Linked DNA regions of Mus musculus: region 2 is linked to region 1. Evidence: chromatin contacts called from public HiChIP or PLAC-seq data. All regions are on one chromosome and are shown on one strand. Each heading gives the region's core, a stretch centred on a gene start, on an enhancer-like site or on the middle of the called end of the contact. The rest is flanking DNA. Distances are from core to core; before and after follow the strand shown.

The links. HiChIP or PLAC-seq counts read pairs in DNA pulled down with a chosen protein or histone mark.
Region 2: a BATF HiChIP or PLAC-seq map of CD8 T cells shows a contact between it and region 1, with 9 read pairs. The contact joins the enhancer-like site here to the promoter of Izumo1r in region 1. A contact is called at or near these places in 2 of 39 promoter capture datasets (both in embryonic stem cells), 1 of 15 datasets of contacts at CTCF or cohesin (CD8 T cells), 1 of 484 Hi-C or Micro-C datasets (nephron progenitors), 2 of 115 datasets of contacts at active chromatin or transcription factors (CD8 T cells and embryonic stem cells) and 2 of 9 other capture datasets (adipose tissue and liver).

Annotation. Positions count from the first base shown.
Region 1 is chr9:14,898,712-14,905,378 of GRCm38.p6, reverse strand. Izumo1r (IZUMO1 receptor, JUNO) reads left to right here and starts at 1,612. Exons shown (of 5, transcript NM_022888.3): 1 at 1,612-1,666; 2 at 2,856-2,996; 3 at 3,543-3,731; 4 at 4,508-4,646; 5 at 4,755-5,356. The coding sequence starts at 2,859. The coding sequence ends at 5,023.
Region 2 is chr9:14,965,031-14,971,772 of GRCm38.p6, reverse strand. No RefSeq gene overlaps it. Among named protein-coding and RNA genes, the nearest start is that of n-TKctt4, 9.9 kb to the right of the region's middle. Within about 2 kb of position 4,307, at least 13 of the 459 cell types and tissues checked have an H3K27ac peak or open chromatin away from gene starts, as enhancers often do. A contact at or near this core is called in CD8 T cells, where this site is marked.

The DNA.
Region 1 (6,667 bases), core at 363-2,862:
CAAAATAAGGCAAAATGAGCTCTGTTCAAGGGCCTCACAGCACTTCTCTAGGGACAGATGCTTGGCCTGGAGCTCTCTGCAATCACCCCTCCCCCACTGCACCTGCATCCATGCTGGCTGCAATTTTGACACAATTCCTATAGCTCTGTCCTGGAGGTGGCTAAGAGAGTCCTCCTTATCTCTCTCCCTCCTTGTGGAGGACATTTTTCCATTCCAGTAATGACTCGTGTGACTCATTTTTGGATTCTTGCTCTTGCCACATCCACAGTCATTTTAAATTTAATGTTCAGTTCCAAAACGCTTACTTGTCAAGACTTGTTGCTCCCTGGGTGTCTATACAGGACAGACGTGAGTACCTGCCTCTGCTGTCCCTGTGGACACCGATACAAAAGAGACCCTCGAAGCAGAAATGCCTTTCCATTTGGCCTCTGGCTTCAGGAAATGAGTCTCAGCTCTGTTGAAGACCAGACATGCAAGTTGGGCTGATAACCATTACTGCTCTGTTCCGGAAAAGCCAACACACCCCCACCCCCAAAGTCTGACTGTGACGTTTAATTTTTTTAAAGATCTGGATAGTTTCTACCCCTCAGTCCTGGGGGCATCCCCCTCACCTGGTTCATAAGCATTAAATATGGAGTCAAACAAGCCTTTCTCAGATTCTAGCTCCATCAACCTCTGTCCGAGCCTCAGTATCCCCTACAAAAGAGAGTGCTCATTTGGGGTATTCTTGCAGGCAGTAAGCCAGACTGTGTACCAGTGCCCTAGCCTCCAGCCCCGTGACTAGTCCTCGTGGATGTTCAGTACTCCATACCCACGCATGGAAACTGCTATTTTCCCTGCACAAAATCAATGTGCTTTGTACATTGACTGGCAGCTGAACACCGTGTGCTGTACTTTGTCTTCCTTGGTGGAAATCACAAGGAATGTTTTTATTTATTTACTACTTTTTGTATGAAATTTCAGTGATTTTTGGCTACTTTTCCTTTGGAGACAGAACATAAAAGACAAGCAAAGTTATGGGCATCACCTCCAATGGGACCTTTGGAGCAGCGATCAGACCAGGCACAGGGTGCAAATGCAGGCTGCCCCTGGTGGCCCTGAGGGGCGGCTTTTGTTTCAGCTTTGATTGTTGCTTAAATTCTTGGCTGGCCAAGCTGCCTGTCTGTGCACCTGCGTGCTGCTAAGCTAGACCCGGATGCTGTGGGAGGATTCTGTTACTCAGAGGCCCCAGGGGTCTGAGCAGAGGAAGGGACCCGAGGAAGCTTCTGAGAACAAAAGATGAAGGACTGTTAAGACATCCCTGGGCTGTGAACTTTTCATGATCCCTCTCACCCCACCCCCACCCCCCACCCCGCCGGACAGATTCTGCCAACAGCTCTCATTACAGAGCAACAGACTGATAGAATCTAAGTTATTTCCAAGTTCTCACAGGTTAGAAGCAGTGCTGAGAGTTGAACTTGCCACCCACTTCAGGGATCTCTGGTACCACAAGGTCTTGTTTCTCTCTCTCTCTTGGAGGCAGGCTACTCAGGTCTAGCTACTGGCGGCTCTCCACACCTGTAGCTCATAGAAGCTGAAGGCTGATAAAAGGGCAGTGGGTGGAGCGCCCTCAGCCCGCTCACCTCTTTGGCATCAGGAGGAGCAACAGGAGGGCCCTGCCTTGAAGGTACATCTGAAGACAATGCTGAGGGGGCTGGTGTCTTTCCTCTCTTCATCTTACCTTCCCGGTCTTTCAGAATAGTTGTTCTTTGTGCAAACTTGGAGCTGGCTCTGTGGAAGAACAGTCTTGGGTTTGGAGTTCAGGATGGGTTCTGCAGAAGAGTCTGGGTCTCTAAGTCACATCTCAGACATCCTGAGGTAGACTACTACTCCGGCTAAACTGCTGATGTGTAGGGCAGGCTCCCAGCAAGCCTAGGTGACGTAAGACCCATGAAGTCCTGGCAGTGAGGACTGACTGGAGCCCTCCTGAAGCCGGGTTTGCCCTTGTTCTAGCAGAGGGGCGATCTCTCTGTCCAGCCTCTCCACCACCGCCCCCCATTGCCAGTACAACCCAGAAGAGAACTGGAAATGTATCAGCAAACACCAAGGTACAAGCCAGCCTTCGTGTTCCTGTGCTAGGATGAGGGCTTAAAGGTGGAAGTCTCCTCAGCCCCTAGCCCTGAGAGGCCAGCAGGGGTCTTAGGCTGTCTGTTACAGCCTGACACATAGGGTGTCTCTGAGATAGACTGGGGTTGGTTGAAATGAGCTAAGGAAAGCTCATTGGTTGAAGGGTCAGGGTGGGGATGAACTACTCTGAGGAGCTGGTGTGGACCCTTCCTAGGGAATAGAACTAGGGTTGGCATGTGATGGATAAAGCTGGCTTTGACATCCCACCCCACCATGTTCTTTTGCCATAAGGAGAATCTGTTTACTGGGAATTGGTTACTTGGCCAAGAGGCTGGCTGTGGGCTGGGATTAAAGCTCTAAACTTCGAATCCATATTATTACCAAACTAGCAAACTGTATCTAAGTGAGCAGCTTAGATCCATTCCTTGCCTGGCCTCCTCTTCAGAGCTGCTGTTTGTTTGTTTGTTTGTTTTTCTTTTTCTTCTCTTTTCCCCTGTTGGTCAGTTTGCTTTCTACATTCCTGCAATGGTTTGTAATGAGTGCCAGATCCAAGTCTTACTCTACATTCTGTGATGCTGCTCTACACAGAAGGTTCTAGGAGCAGCCAGAATATTTCAGCAACCTAAGGAAGCCTTGGAGCCCCTCCTCCCTCTTCAGTGCCTGGTGGTTGGCAGGAGTGGGGTGGGTGTTACCTTCCTGGTCTTTCAGAAGACTAGGTTCTCTTTACCATGGGCTTCTCTCTGTGGCAGGTCATGGCACAGTGGTGGCAGATCCTCTTGGGGTTGTGGGCAGTCCTACCCACCTTGGCAGGGGACAAACTGCTCAGCGTCTGCATGAATTCCAAGCGCCACAAGCAAGAACCTGGCCCAGAAGACGAACTCTACCAGGAGGTACAGAGCAGCGCTGGCCCAGGGGCTAGGGCAGCTTCTTAGGATTATTTGAGAAGAAATACAGACCAGGTGGTCTCTGTACCCCACCACCCCTAATCATTTAGATCCTTAATTTGGGGTCCATCTAGGGCTTTGCCACTAAGCTGTTCTGGCCGCTTGGGAAACAGGTCATGTGGTGATCCCAGAGGCTATGCTAGCTAACCGTGGGTCAGAGCAAGCCTCCCTGCCAACATGCGCTGGCGAGACAGACCTTAATTTGTCTCCTTGTCAGTTTCCTAAAGGCTGTGGGAGGAGGAACATTCCAACGAGAAGCTCCTCCCACCCGTGATAACCACCCAGGTTCCTGAATCTTTCTATTTGCTTTCCTGGATTTATTGCCCCACCCCCACCCCCTGGAGCAGACACCTGGAAGCTATACTTTGTGGCAAGAAGGCAGAGGGGAGGGAGGTCAATGGTCAGGTGCGCCTCATTCTTCAGATACTAGAGTTCCTCCTCTAGAGAGGTGCTCATATCCCCTCTCCTGACGCCCTTCTGCCCCCACCTCAGTGCAGGCCTTGGGAGGACAATGCCTGCTGCACACGTTCCACAAGTTGGGAAGCCCACCTTGAGGAGCCCTTGCTCTTTAACTTCAGCATGATGCACTGTGGACTGCTGACCCCGGCCTGTCGCAAGCACTTCATCCAGGCCATCTGCTTCCATGAGTGTTCCCCCAACCTGGGGCCTTGGATCCAGCCGGTGAGGACATAGGAGACAGGAGGCAGACTCATGCAACACCCTTCCATTCAATCCTAGGCTGGCATCTACAGGAGGCAAGTAGGAACAGGAGATGCTGCCCCTCTAGGGATAAGAGCAGAGCCAGAGGTCTCTGCTGGAGACAGGGATGAAAAGGAAGCTAAAATGCCTCTGTCCCTGCATGATAACATGACAGACACTGTCTGATGAGGGCCAGTAGGATAAGGCAGGGTGGAATGAGATGAATCTGAGTGTGAATTCTATCTCCTGTACTTACTAACTGTAAGGCCTGGGACCAATGAGCTGCTCTGCCTCACGGTTCTCATTTATCCAATAATTGATGATGATGATGATGATGCCGATGATGATGCCTAGGGCTGAGAGATAGCTTAGTCAGTGAAGTGCTTATCACTATGCATGAGGACCTTAGTTCAATCCTTATTTAAAAAAAAAAAAAAAGCCAGATGTGGAGGTATGTTGCTATAATCCCAGCACTGCAGAGGCAGAGACAGGTGGGTCCCAGGAGCTTGCTTGCCAGCCAGCCTAGCCTGCTTGGTCAGGTCTAGGCCAAAGAGAAAATCCGAACCAATGTGGATGGTGCCTGAAGACCAATACTTGAGGTTGTTCCCTGGGCTCTGCAGAGAGAGGCATGGGTGCTAGCATGCGTGCACGCACACACATTCGCCTGCATTTACAGAATGTAAACACGTGCACGCGGAGAGAAGAAATAATACTTACATTGTAAAGAATTAAAATATGCCCCTCTCTTCTGCATCCAGGTGGTCCCAAACGGGCAGGAAGAGCAGCGGGTTTGGGGCGTGCCGCTGTGCCAGGAGGATTGTGAGGACTGGTGGCGAGCCTGCCACTCATCTTTGACTTGTAAATCCAACTGGCTCCATGGCTGGGACTGGAGTGAGGGTGAGTGGATTAACTACGCACTTGTGGCCCTCAGACTGGGTGAGGCTGCACGGGGCTCAGAAGGGAAGGGACAGTGGAAAGTTAGGAGCCCGTTCTCAATCCCCACAGAGAAGAAACACTGCCCCGCACATGAGCCCTGCCTCCCTTTTTCGTATCACTTCCCCACCCCGGATGACCTGTGTGAGAAGATCTGGAACAACACATTCAAGGCCAGTCCCGAGCGCAGGAACAGTGGGCGGTGTCTGCAGAAGTGGTTTGAGCCCACCCTTAGCAACCCCAACGTGGAAGTGGCCCTCCACTTTGCCGGCTCTGCCTTAGCCCCACAGCTCTCTTACACCCTCCCAGCCTTCTCTCTGTGCCTGTTGTTCCATCCCTGATCCCTGCTTCCCTCTCCAACCCACATTTCCTGATCCTTCTGGGCCATGGCCATCTCCATCCTCAGGCTATTCATGTTGGGGGCAGGCTGGCACCTGAATTTCTCATGCCTCCCAGGGTCCCCTCCATGCTTGGCTCCATCTCCACTGGTCTGGATGGCAGCTGGTACCCAGCAGTCTACGGTGCCTCATTTCTCCTGCCTTTACAAATGGGCACTACTATAGGACTCCGGCGCTTCTTCTGTCCACAGCCATCTCTTTTGTGACAGAGACAATGCTGACAGCCAAGCGACATGTCCTATCATGGTACCTTCAATAAAAGGCTAGGAAACTCTACTCTCCATGTGTCATTCTGGTCTAGTCCCATGAGCACCAATCCAAGATGCATCGAGAGAGCTGCCTTGCCTTCATTAAGATTTTAATTTCCTTGACTATTAAGGGGTATGAGAATTGTTAATATTTATTTGTCATTTGGAATGTTTTTCTCTTATACACTGTGTGTGTGTGTGTGTGTGTGTGTGTGTCCCTTCCTTTCTTCTCTCCCCTTCTCTTTTCTTGAGAAAGACTCTCATGAATCCCAGGTTGGCCCTGGAACTCAAGGATGACCTTAAACCTCATCTTCTTCCGTCCACCTTCCAGTTCTGGGCTTATCCACATATGCCATCGCCCCTGGTCTCGGGCTGTGCTAGGGAGCTAACCTGCTAGGCAAGTACCCTAACAACTGAACCATATCCACAGTCATGACGTGCTGGTCTTGAATTTTGGACCCTTGACTTCTAAGCTGCTTTTTTCTACTTTCTAATACACCCAACCCCCCACCCCCGTGTTGAGAACTGACCCTGGTCTTATGCTTGCTAGGCGCATGTTTTACCACTCAGCTAAATCCCCAAAGCCTTTCCACTGCTCTGTAACTCTTGACAATTCTTTTGATCTTCATGTCAAGATTGCTTTGATTTTCTTTTCCACTGAGAGAAATGAGGTGTTGGACCAGATGATTTAATTTACAAACAAAGAAGGGGGGACCCAGGGAGCCCCACTTGCTAGATCACATCCAAAAGCCTGAAACAGAAGTATAGCATTAGCTTGTAGAAGGGCCACTGCCTCAAGTATTCCCTATGAGTAGATCCACGGTGTTGATCTGTGTGCTAGGAACCTCCCAGAGTCAGAAGCTAACCCCTCCCAATGCTAGATGATGGCTTCCCTGTCACACTTTCTTGTGACAAGAGGACACAGCAGGTATTTTCTCAAGAATGCTGATTCTCTCTTGACACGAACTCTGTCTCTGTCGCAAAGCCAAGTGTGGTGCTCAGAATCTGGAGCAGGGGACAGCTGTCAGAAATAACAAGGACAAACTCCTGTATAGGATATCTAGAAGAAAAGGGCCAGCTAGATGGGTCCTGAAAGAGTTTCAGAGAAGCAAGGCTTGAATTTCAGTGGAGAACAAAAAAATATGTTCTCAAAGCCCTTTGAGACACAGAGACCCCAAAGAACAGAGCTGCCCATGGCTTATAAATGAACTAATACATACACCTTCAAAATTACCTACAGGAAGCCAGACATGGTGACACACACCATGGAGTCTGAGGCAGAAGGCTGACTAAGTTTGAAGCTAGCCAACATATAATACAGGGACACTCCCACCCCCAT
Region 2 (6,742 bases), core at 3,058-5,557, 64 kb before region 1:
GCCCAATGACCAAAATGGCATGTTCCATTTTCAAATCCTCTCATATGGTAACATCTTCTGCCACTACACAAACAAATGATCTGAAATCTTTCATATCTAAACTTCTTCCCACCTCCTCCTTTTCTTCCTATTTCCAAGTATCCAGGGTAGCTCTTACATATGGATCTTTAACATCCAAGAAACCCCCTCTAATATAGCCCATCCTTATAGAGCTGGGAATTTGCTCTATAGCAGGCTGTCCAAGGCTGATTCTGTTCCCTATACCTCCCTTATCCATCTCTCGTTCTACAGGGCTTTCCCCCATGTTTCTTTTTTCTGTGACCAAAGGAAGGTTACTGTAAGAAGTCGTCAGAAACTTACAGTGGTTTCCCACATGGGTCCTGAAAATACCATGGGACAAATATGGGCCATCCTGACTCTCCCTCTTATCTTTACATACAGAAGGGTCCTCCCATGTCTACATTCAAGACTCATGAGATACCAGATGGGAGGAGAGTATCACTGGCAAACTGTCTTATATACAACCTTATGTTTAACAGGTTCACACTGAGAACAGTCAAAATACAAAGAATATACACCCCAGTCTCCCAACATCTAGGAATGTGGGAGAAATTATAGATGAAAATAGAAAATATAGATGTGAGCTGGCATTCAATCATCGAAGGCTGTCACCTCCCTACCATCTCCCCTCTTGAACAACACTGATTGACCCACCTCTGTTCTCACTTCATCTCTTGTTCCAGACCTTAACCTCTGCATATCAGCTACTAAATAACACTCTCCCTAGCTGCTTTGGAGTGTGTGGGTTGTGTGTCTCTCCCAGGTCAACTCATGACCACAGTTTGTGACCTCATCCATTGGTCTATTAGACTTTCTCATCTTGTCTCTCATTAACTGCTCTGACTCAAATATCACTACAACCCCTTTTCTCTCCCACATTTTTCTGTTTGGTATCCCACACTGCTTTAGCTCCTTAGAGACACATTCTATAGGCACCCTGGAGTCCTCAGACTGTACCCTGAGCACTACCACCCAGGCAGGCCCTATGTCCAAATGTTCACAATGCCTGAACCTCTGCACCACTCAAGTTTCTTCCTTTCTATCCTCTGGGTGGTCCAGGACTTGTGCCCTATCATTGATTTTTCTAAAATTAGGATGGTACTTGTGAAAGAACTTTTGCCAGTCCCCATCACTGTTTATAACAGTGTGGCATGACAAATGCCCTACCTCTTCTTGCAGTCCTGGGTATAACTGTTGCCACTGCCCTGGAATAGTGAGACTGACTACTTCCCTAATATCCACTATCAGTTTTTCTCTCACTTCATCCAGGACCTCCAACAGGTGGCTCAGACCATCCTCAGCCTCCAGGGAGAAATGACTCATTGGCTGCTGTAGTGCTACAAAATTGGTGAGGATTAGATCTAATTAACGACAGAGAAGAAGGGCTCTGCCTCTTCCTCTGGGAGGAACAGTGCTTCCGTGACAGCCAATCATGAATCATAATCGACAAACTCTAGGCACATTTCCAAAACCTTAAAGAATAGCTCGATGCCTCTGGTCAATGGATCATTGCTAGTATGGAATGGGACACTGCCTTACCTAAAGCCCCTTCTCCTTCTTTTCCTAATCCTACTCATTATACCCTGTATGAAATACTTCTTATCTAGATTTCCTCAATAACAATTTCAACAGACTTCTAACAAAACCTTTAGTCAGTTTTTATCATAGTTCATAACTATGGGAGCAGAGGTCAACAACATCTCCCAACCCCATTATGTCCTGACAGTGATGACCAAGCTTGCCCCATGGACTTCAAAGCCCCCATACAGCAGGAAACAGTTTAATGATAACATAGTCCTCTTTCCCAATTCCTATTATCAACAGTAAACAAAAAGAGGAAGAATGTAGGAAAGAGACCAAGAAAAGAGACCCTGACCGACTTGACCACAAGCCAGGGAAAATCTCCCTGACCGTGCCTGACCCTGGCTCCACAACTTGGAAATCCTCACACCTGTGACTCTGCCACCCCCCGCCCCCCATACTTTCTACTATCTCAATGAGTGTCCTTTACTAGCTAGCTCACTGAGCATGCTCCAAAACCCCTATATAAGTTCCTCCCCTCTCCACCAGCCCACTGCAACCTCTCTGTTCTCCACAGTAAATCTTGTGTGAGGTTTGCTGTGTAGTATGACCTTGTGGTATTCCTTCGCTTCTAACTGCCAGAGAAACATTTATTCTCTCTCTCTCTCTCTCTCTCTCTCTCTCTCTCTCTCTCTCTCTCTCCCTCTCTCTCCCTCTCTCTCTCTCTCTCTCCCTCTCTCTCCCTCTCTCTCCCTCTCTCCCTCTCTCTCTCTCTCTCTCTCTCCCTCTCTCTCCCTCTCTCTCCCTCTCTCCCTCTCTCTCTCTCTCTCACACACACACACACACACACACACAGGATTCCCTCACAGAACCTGGAGCCTTCAACTTTGACCAAACTGGCTGGTCCAGGATCTATCTGTCTTCTACTCCCCAGTACAGGGATTACAGGTCAAACTGAGGCCTTCATAACCACACAGCAAGCACTTTACCCTCTTCCTTAGCTCAAGCTGTGCTCATTTTTATGTTTGATCTATCCTTTGTCTATAAGGTACAAAGTCCAAGCTTAGGACATGAAAACCCACCAATTTCTCAGCTCAAACTCCTACCAGTCTGCCAGACCCACTCCAGTAGTGACCCTCGTGACAGGCCCAAAAGCCTGGATGCAGTCCTGAGGCGAAAAGTTCATGGAAACCTAGTCTTAGTCTCCTGGAACCGTGGCATCCTGTATAACAAATTCTCCAAATCTGTCCTTGCTTTAGTCGGTATATGGATCTGTGTGCTTTCCCTCAATATTGCTTTATCATAAATGTCTCTAAGGGTTGATTTTGACATATAGCTAAGTTAGATTAGCCTCCACCCATGTTCCAATGTCTTAGGCAGTCCTTGAGTCGGTAATATTGTTAATCTGCTCTGAACTCCCCACGGGCAGTGAGTACTTCTTGCCATGCCTTCCAAATGCTCTGGAGTTACGAATGAAAGATACAACCACCCCAACCTTATGTTTACTATGCACTAGCAGCTCAAAGGCTGGGCCACTTCTCTGACTCTTAAATGGCTGGATGTTTTCTCTCCTGCTCACTCAAGTCTGATCTCTCTGCTTCCCAACATCATGGCAATTCTAAAAACTCCTCTTTCTCCTGCTCCCTTGGACAGAAAATCTAAAGTCCTGCCTCTGTCTCCTTGTCCAGCCATTGGCTGCAGGCAACTTTATTTCACCAATAAAAGCCAACTGAGGGCAGGGACCCTCAGCGCCTCACATGCAGACATGCAAATTCTCATGTGATGTTGGGAGCTGAATAACACAAATAGCATCACAACCAATGCACAACAGAGGGGGAGGAAGAAGAAGAGGAAGAGGAGGATGAACTTATTTCACACTCAGAACTAAGTGTGCAGTCACGGTGGGCAGTGCTTTCTGTCTCTGTGGATCTTATTGTTTGGCTGAGTATGGGAGCAACCAACAGCTTTCTGATTGGATTTAAAGTCTGTTCCACAAGACAAAACTCATGCTTAGTGCCAGTAACTGAACCAAATGCCTGTAGCTGGCTATATCATCAGCCCTAGGTAGAACCTACTATTATTATTCCATTAAATGGACATAATAAGAAACTGTCCCTATTCCCTTAGAAGCCCCTTTTATAGTAGATGGAGATTAACACAGACACCCACAACTAACCAACAGGCAGACAATAAGAAGTTGTGGAATGCTCAGCTCTAAATGGGACATCTTTATAAGCTCTCTTCCCAAGGCTCAGAGGTTATTACTGCAGAGAAAAAAAAAAGACCTTAAGGAGCCAGAGATAGTGAAGCAGCATCTGCCTGACATGTCAGGGCTGTTGTACACATGAGCTGGTCATGGCTGTGACTCAACAAGCAAGACTGCACTGGATCAAGCCAGCCAGAGTCTTATCGTAGACAAGGGAAGAGCTCTCCCATGTGACACTTTATGTTAGCCTATGGCTGCTAGAGGTGGGGGAGAGTAAGTTTTCTTCAGAGACTCAGGACAGGAGGGACCAGCCATGTTCCAATAGATGATCCTGCACCTGTGCACTTGCAGGCAGCACTAGGTGGATTGAGGGCTAAAAACAAACAAACAGAATAGGAAGCCATGAGATTGGAAGGGAAAGTGGTGGAGATATGAAAGGAATCAGAGGGTAAAGGGTGGGGTGCACTTGATTAAAACTGCATTACATGCACATGTGAGATTCTCAGATGGCACTGAGTGAAAAGGCCCCTCTAGAGCAGTGGTTCTCAGCCTTCCTAATGCTGCGACCTTTAACACAGTGATTATGTTGAGGTGACTTCCACCTTAAAATTATGTCACTGATACTTCATAACTGTACTTTTGCCTCTGTTATGAATCATAATATAAGTATATGATATATAGGGTATATGATATGTGACCCCTGTGACAATGTCATTTGACCCAAAAGGGGCTGCAAGCCACAGGTTGAGAATGGCCGCTCTAGAGCGTGGAGTCTGAAGCCTAGCTATGAAAGCATGGGGGAAGATCCTGTTTCTCTGGGTATTTTGAACAATCAGATGGGAGAGGAAATTTTCTGGTATGGTACCCCAGCCCATTTCTGGGAAAAGCAATAATTGGAAAAGCACAATTACGGAGGCACACACGCAGTCACACAAGCCTGTGAGAGCTTCTGTCTTCCTTCCTCCCCTCGCTGCTTAACCCCCCTGTTCTGTCTCAAGGAAATGAAGAAACAAAGGTTGGCAGGGCAACCAAGGTCGTCTTCTTCTTAAAAACCTTTAAGCAGGCAACTCAAAGCCTTCTTTCCTACTCAAGTAAGAAATCATAGAGAAGAAGAAACAGGCTGGAGACAGCACTGAGAGTATCCCCAGGTGTTTAAATGTATTTTTAATACAAAGGCTGAGTGTGAATTAAGAAAAGAGCTCTGCCTGGCTTTGAAGAACAGGCGGCAACTGTACTAAGTTAGCTGGAACTATAGTAAATGGTTGCATCATTTATATATACTTCTTGTTTGGAATTTTGTTCCACTGGACAGCCTAGTAATTGTTCATTGTAGCCATTTAAAAGATTTATGAAGTATTTTGTGTTTCCTATGTGTTGCTAGGCAAATAATAGGAAACAATAGAGGCAAATAGCCACAGACCTGGTCACTGCCCTCACTGCACTTACATTTGAGATAGCATAGATGAGTGTGTCTATCATGAAGGGCCTGAGCGTCAGAGCAGAGGAAACAATGAATGGAAGGACACAGGCTTAGAAGAAGAAAGGTCCCAGCAGAGAAAGCAATATCTGCACATCTTAGGCAAAAAGTCCAGAGACCAGTATACAGAAGCTACTGTGACACACAGACAGAAAGTTGGATGTACAACAGCAAGATACTGAGGGCAAGGTGATGCCAAGCATTCAAACCTGGCCTCAGCATCTTCCTTTGTCAAGTGGGGTTGCATAGTATAAGGGTGGTAATGTGGATGCTTAAAACTCTTGCTGCTGCTCATGGGCCTCTGGTCACTGTTGTTCCCATCCCACTCTGCCTTACTGAATGACCTCATTGTAATGAGCCTGTTTTAAAAATATTTCTTTTCAAAATATAGTACACTTAGAGAAAAAATGAATACATGGTCATTTTGACTCAGTGTCTACAAATATATCCTTGTAACCAACTGTCATGGCCAGAACAGGCCTTCCCTTCCCCCAGGAAACAGCCTGGCCCCATTTCAGTTGCCCCCACCTCTCGTGTGATCACCATCCTTGCTCCAGTGTTCCCACTTTGTTCTCAAGCACTGCCCGCCCTTTGGTGTCTACCTGCCTGGGCTCATGTTCCAATGAAAAGTCCATCTGTGTTGTTGTGTGTAGCCAAACTTTGCTCATTTCTACTTCTGGTTGGAGACTCACATTGCAGGTGCTGCACATATAATTTATACCACAAATCATATATTCCATTCCTGATGAACATTTGGGTAGTTCCCAGTTTGGGGCTACTGAAAATAGTACTGCTTTCAGCATTCTAGAACATGCCATGTGGTGAACAGGCATCCAGTTACTACCATATATGCAGGAGTGAAATTGCTGGTCCCAGACCACATGTGTTTAGCTTTAGGAGATGTGGTTGGTAGAGAGATTGTGCCAACCAACACTTGGCATTTTCTTTTTCATCTCTGTTTAAAATGCACTTTGAGGGATGGAGAGATGACTCATTGGTTGAGAGTGCATACTGCTCTTGCAGAGACAAGTATCATCCACTATGGGCAGCTTACAACCACCTGTAACTCTAGCTCCAGAGATCCAACAATCCCTTTGACCTGCATAGACACCTGTACTCATGTGTCTATACATACACATTTAATTAAAACTTAAAATGCATGTTTGGTTAGGGTGGGATGCAGGAGACTATGGCACTGCTCACATCCTTGGGGCCATAACTCCACTGTGCATTCTGGTGGCTTCTGTTAAATTTTGTGCATTCAACAAGCAATGAGAAGGGCCCTACCTGCTCTGCACTAGCCCTTGGGTACTCTAGGTGGAAAAGAGTGCTCAAAGTGAGATATGAGTGAACAGCTGAATCCTTAGCTATATATGCTATGTGCCCTGAGGACACAGTGTGATCAGCTTTTAGCTTAGGGCCACAGAATAGCCTTACAGATGAGAGGGCTTCTCAGTTTACTTCCAATGTGAGTGACA